Regions from separate parts of the Triticum aestivum genome. Here region 2 is linked to region 1. A link is a contact called in public Hi-C data. All regions are on one chromosome and are shown on one strand. The core of a region is the stretch at or near the end of the contact, and the rest is flanking DNA. Distances in the headings are between cores, read along the strand shown. Region 1 has its middle 140 kb from the start of LOC123045360. Region 2 holds the start of LOC123045360 (probable BOI-related E3 ubiquitin-protein ligase 2).

The links. Hi-C and Micro-C count contacts between places; a contact is called where the count stands out from the background.
Region 2: a contact with region 1 is called in a Hi-C map of leaf, with 4 times the contacts expected there. The contact joins the promoter of LOC123045360 here to the enhancer-like site in region 1. A contact is called at or near these places in 3 of 5 Hi-C or Micro-C datasets (leaf and an unstated tissue) and 1 of 1 datasets of contacts at active chromatin or transcription factors (leaf).

The regions. Positions count from the first base shown.
Region 1 is chr2B:445,775,668-445,778,367 of IWGSC CS RefSeq v2.1, reverse strand. No RefSeq gene overlaps it. Among protein-coding and RNA genes, the nearest start is that of LOC123045360, 140 kb to the left of the region's middle. Within about 2 kb of position 1,352, at least 6 of the 8 cell types and tissues checked have an H3K27ac peak or open chromatin away from gene starts, as enhancers often do. A contact at or near this core is called in leaf, where this site is marked.
Region 2 is chr2B:445,915,143-445,917,842 of IWGSC CS RefSeq v2.1, reverse strand. It overlaps LOC123045360 (probable BOI-related E3 ubiquitin-protein ligase 2), which reads left to right and starts at 1,327. Exons shown (of 2, transcript XM_044468389.1): 1 at 1,327-1,964; 2 at 2,063-2,700. The coding sequence starts at 1,518. The coding sequence ends at 2,590.

The DNA.
Region 1 (2,700 bases), core at 103-2,602:
GAGAGACAACATGCATGGGTAAGGGACGCGGCAGAGCAATCCACGCGTTGCCACCGCGGGATTCAGGCGGACCCCGACAAGGACGCACGGCTCCTCGCAACCGCTGGTCCCTCATGACGACGGAGACGGACGCTCGCCGCCTTTGACGGAAGAATGGAAAGGCGCTCCTGCCTGCTATTGAGCAGTCGGAGCGCGAGGCGAAGGAGGCAACGGTGTAGAAGGCTCGGGTCGCCAAGTTGAAGCGGGGGCAGGACAGGACGGTTCGTCGGATGAAGGGGCTCATTGTCTTCTCTGACTTCGACCCCGACGACGGCGACGACGACCACGACAGCTGCACCTTCTCCTCGGACGACCAAGACCCTCCACCAGCTGCGGACGCTTACAGCTACGTCGGCGACCGGAATGGTAATGGCCCCGCGAGGAAGTGGTGAAGATTCGCCGTCTCCCCCTTTAATTTCAAGTTCTTAGTAATCTAATTTAAACTTGTCCATCATCTATGTGAATTATGTGAACTTTGACGATCTTTTGGAGATCCGTTGGTGATTTTTTGGTGATCGGAATATGCATTTCTATGTTGATTCTATGTCTGTTCGATGATCTATGTCGTTTAGTTTCATATTGCATGCTTAGTATGAATATAAGGTACCGGATATGAGATACACGGATAGTGGACGACATGATTTGCTTTATGCTGGCGCGCCTGGCCCGCGTCCGTGTCACAAGCATCGATTCGCGATGGAAAAAAATAAAGATATTTATATGAATTTTATTGTTGGCCTACCTTAGCCTATTGGGCTAAATCCACCACCGGAAATGGCCATATAAATAGATAGAATTCTCGCAACCATATCAACTACTCTATACGTATAATCTAGAAGGTGCTATTTTGCTTAACCATGATCTAGGGGGTGTTATGTCAACAGATCTCTCGCCTTATGTCTTTTCAAGTGTTGTTGATGGTGCTTTTATGTGTGAACTGATTCGTGCACTAGTCGGAAAAAGGCCTTTGGTACTGGTAACACAAGAAGCGCGGTAGTGCACTGTTTTGTTTGATACTCCTACCTGGAATAGACAACTCGGCGCAGGTTCCTCTCATGGTATGGTTGAAGTGCCGGCCCCGTAGGTAGCCAGGCACAGATGCTTTTGGCCACTTGAGTGTACTTCTCGTTTAGGCACAAGCACGAGATATATTATTCTCCCGCCACCTTTATAACCACTTTAAGATGCGTTGCGTTGCGTTGGTTCAGTATAATTGTTGTTGCTTTGCTTGGGTCGGTGTTGGGCAGGGGCATCTCGGTTGAGCTCTTTTATAGTACCCTGCGACAATTATAGGCCGTCCATTCGTGAAATCTGACGGAGAGGAGCGATCTGTACTGCTCCAATTTGCGAATGGAACCGCGAGCGGTATAGCTTGCACTGCTTTGCTCCCGTCCTCCAGTATACAGTATACATCTCCGGGGCCATGGGTAAGCACCCTCTGCCTCGCCATGTACACCGCGTTGCTCTCCTCCGTCCATCCCTCCTCCTGTTTCTCTTGGCACGAGAAGCTCGTGGAGGACCCCCGTCGCGCTGCGGGACAGGCCGGTGCTCACCCGCGACTATTCTCGCCTTGTCTTCGTCTCCATGGAGGTCCATGCCCCACGCCGGCGTGGTGGGCCCGTGTACTCTGCCGACCTCCCCTCTGGGTCCGGGCTACGGCAGCGCGCAACACCTCACCCCGGCTTTCCCGCATCGTCGATTTCAGCCCCGCCGTCTCGCCCTCCGGGGACGGGACTGCCGCCGCCTCGCCCAACGAGGACGGCGGTTGGGCCGGCAAGGCGTAGGACCTCCACACCGATGACTACACCTTCCGGATACCTGATCGCTTCCGGCGCATGCTGCTCGTACGCGACGATCGCTGGCCTTGTTGGGCAGACGAGGCCACGGCGGCCAGCCGCCCCTGCCCGCCTTCTAGGATTTCGGCCGCCGCGCGAGCGTGGCAATTTTCTTTTCCGTCGCCATTATCTGGCAAACGGCGTATCTAAGGCTCTAGCCGCCGTGGCACACCCACAACCCCTTCATTGTGGACGGCCACCGTCGTGCTCATCTTCTTTCGCCTACCCGAAACCCCTTTCTTCACCATGTTTCTGGACTGGGCCGTCAGTAGCATGGTGCAGGTCTCTCCCGAACGACCTGAGGCGTCAGCATGCGGCTCTGCCATGGCTGAGATTTTGAAATTGAGGGTGATGGTTGAGTCCTGGACTCCTGGTTGATAACAGTTGCCATCGCCCTCAATTTCAAAATCCCAAAACTGTCTATCCTATCCCCAGAATATCAATGGCCCGATTTTAATATACTGCTCCCTCGCCTATCAACAGTATAGGGTACCGTAAAAACTCTCTCTTGGTTTGACACTTTGGGACGGGAGAAAAGAAGATTGACGATCAGCTGGCCGGCTACGGTAAAGCACGCGATTTCTTTGGTTCGATGGGTGGACGGGTCCGAATAGTTATCCGAACGGAATCGCTTTGGCGTATGATGCAGCTATCGGCCGGCTTGCGCCATGATCGGCACCATGAACACGAAAGCTTCTCCTCGAGAGGTGAAGTGAGGTGAGGTTGTCCATCGGATCGAATCAATCGCTTCGTTGTGGCTAAAGGCTTTGACGTACGAACACGATGGTTGCTTTGTGCTCGCGCGCATGGCCCGCGTCCATGTCAC
Region 2 (2,700 bases), core at 78-2,577, 140 kb before region 1:
GTGGCAGGTGCATTGGCCTGGTGTTCCTTGCGTGGTGTGGGGTGGTTGCAGTGCAGGCAAGGCATGCATGCGTGCCTGGTCCAGCCCGCCCGCCCCCGCCTGGCCTGGTCGGACTCAGGCCGTGCCAACGAGGACGGACCGACGGGGCTGGTCGGTACGAGCACGAGCCTTCAAGGCCTGGGAGCAAGGACGACAAACGGACTGCACCACCACACGCGAGATAGATGGATGAGACGTACTGTAGTAAATGTGGCCAGGCCAGCGGCCCTGGTGATTTGTGCATGGCATGGGTCCGGGATTAATTACTGGTGGCCGTGATTCGCGCATCTAACTGCGGTTTGGTTTGGTTTGGTGTGGGAATTTCTAGATCCGGTTGTGGGGGAGCATCACGGTCACGCACTTGACGTTTCGGGGGGCGTATTCAAACCTGTGACCGACGAGACGAGGCATGAATAATAATGCGGCCCGGCATTCAATGACACGCCACTGGTACGACGGTAGGTTGTGTGTGGGTGGGGGCGTCTGCACCTTAATTCTCGCATCTCCGTGGCCTGTGCCGTTGAAACTGATCCGTATCTAAAAATACTCTACTCAACATTTAGTACTAGTAGAGCTGAATTGATAAACATTTCTTTCAGGTGAGCTGCTATAAATTCCAGTTTATTTTCGAAAAGATCCAGTTGAAATTTGCGTGTATGACACGTCCCGGTGCCTGCTTGACGAACCACACAAAGCCACGCTGTAGTATTGTAGAGTAAATTACAGTCGGCTTTCATAAGAAAATTATAGTCGTATTTTTTTCTGAAACGTACGTATATTGTAGAGCTGTACATTACTGTAGCTATTACTAAATGCTTGTAGGCCGTATCGTAAATTGCAGAAGCAGCGTAGCCATAGGAAATGAGGGAGAAAGGAAAGGAAAACGTCAAAGCACCGAGAGCAGAGGAGTGGCCCACCTTTATTATCATCATGCAACCCCCACCTCCGCCCGGACCACCACTGTCCTCCCCCGCATCTCACATCACTCTCCACGACGAATCAATGGCCACAGCAGGCAGGCAACAAAAAACGGGGCAGGAAAAAGAGAGCAGGAAAGAGGAAAAGCATTCCACACCGTAAACGATAGGCATTATTAAAGGCAGGCGCGGAAAAGATAGGGAGATATGGCATCGCATCGCATCCGTCCAACCCATCCGCTTTGGCTGCCTCCCTTCCCCGTCAAAATAAACAAGAGGCAGACAGCTTTTGTCCCCTTGCAGGCCCCCCACACACACCCAACCCAACGTGTCTTCCCCGCACCCACGCCGTATATATAACCGCCCCCCTCCTCCACGCCTCCTCCTCGTCCATCTCTCTTTCTATCCATCACAACTCCCCAGCCGTTTCCGCTCCCCCACCCAACTCCTCACGCATCGTCGTCGTCCTTTGCGTCGGACACCTTGCCTTCTCCGCCTCGCCCTCTCCGTCACCCAACTCCTCTCCCAGACAAGATACATAGCGGTGCTGCTGTGGCGGCAATGGCTGTCCAGGCGCGGTTCCTCTCCCACGCCTTCCCCCACGACCTCAACGCCTACAGGTCCACGGACGCCGCGGCGCCGGGTAACTCCCAGTTCCTGGACGAGCACGCCGGGTGCGCGCCAGCGGTGCCGTGTATTGGGAACAACACTGTGCTCAGCGATCTCCCGCGAAGCGAGCTCACATGCAACGACAACTGCGGATTCGCGCCGAGGAAGCGGGCGCGCATGGCCGGGGACGAGCCGGCGGGCCTCGCCGACCTTGCCCGGCAGCGCTTGGTTCTGCAGCAGGCGGCGGCGATGCACGGGCTCATGCTGCCTTGCGATGCGCAGAGCAGGGCGGTCGGCTCCGGCGCGGCCTCCACCAGCGGGAGGGTGGCCAATGCCGCGGGCCTCAACACGCTGCTCTACAACCAGGGCGTGGAGATGGACGCGCTCATCCGGCTCGAGGTATGCCCGCGTGCCTCTTTTTCTTCGCGATTGGAGTCGGGTTGACGATCGGTTTGGTCGAACGGTATCTCACTTGCTTGTCTACGTCTGTTGTGCAGACCGAGAGAATTCGCGCGGGGCTTGAGGAGGCGCGCCGGCGACACGCGAGGGCAGTGATGGCTACTGTGGAGCGCGCTGCGGCGGGGCGGCTTCAGGCCGTAGAGGCTGAACTGGAGCGCGCGCGATACCGCAACGGCGAACTGGAGGAGAGGCTCAGGCAGATGACCGCAGAGGGCCAGGCGTGGCTTGGCGTCGCCAAGAGCCACGAGGCCGTCGCCGCCGGCCTCCGCGGCACGCTGGACCAGCTGCTTCAGCCCCCCTGCGCCGTCGCCGGGGCTGGTGAGGGTGATGCCGACGACGCGCAGTCTTGCTGCTTCGAGACCCCAGCGGGCGACAACGCCGACGACGCGGCGTCCAAGGCAGTCACGGCGGCTCCGTCGTGCAAGGCCTGCGGCCAAGGGGACGCCTGCGTTCTGCTCCTCCCGTGCCGGCACCTGTCCCTGTGCGGTGCGTGCGAGCCCTCCGTGGACACCTGCCCCGTGTGCGCGGCCACCAAGAACGCCTCGCTCCATGTCCTCCTATCTTGACCATCCAACTCCAAGCCATGCAGCCCGTTGGGCCGACGGTGGACGTACGTCGCGCGGCCGAGCTCGTCGTCGGTGTCGTGTTCTGCAATATTTGTTTTTGTTTTCGCTGC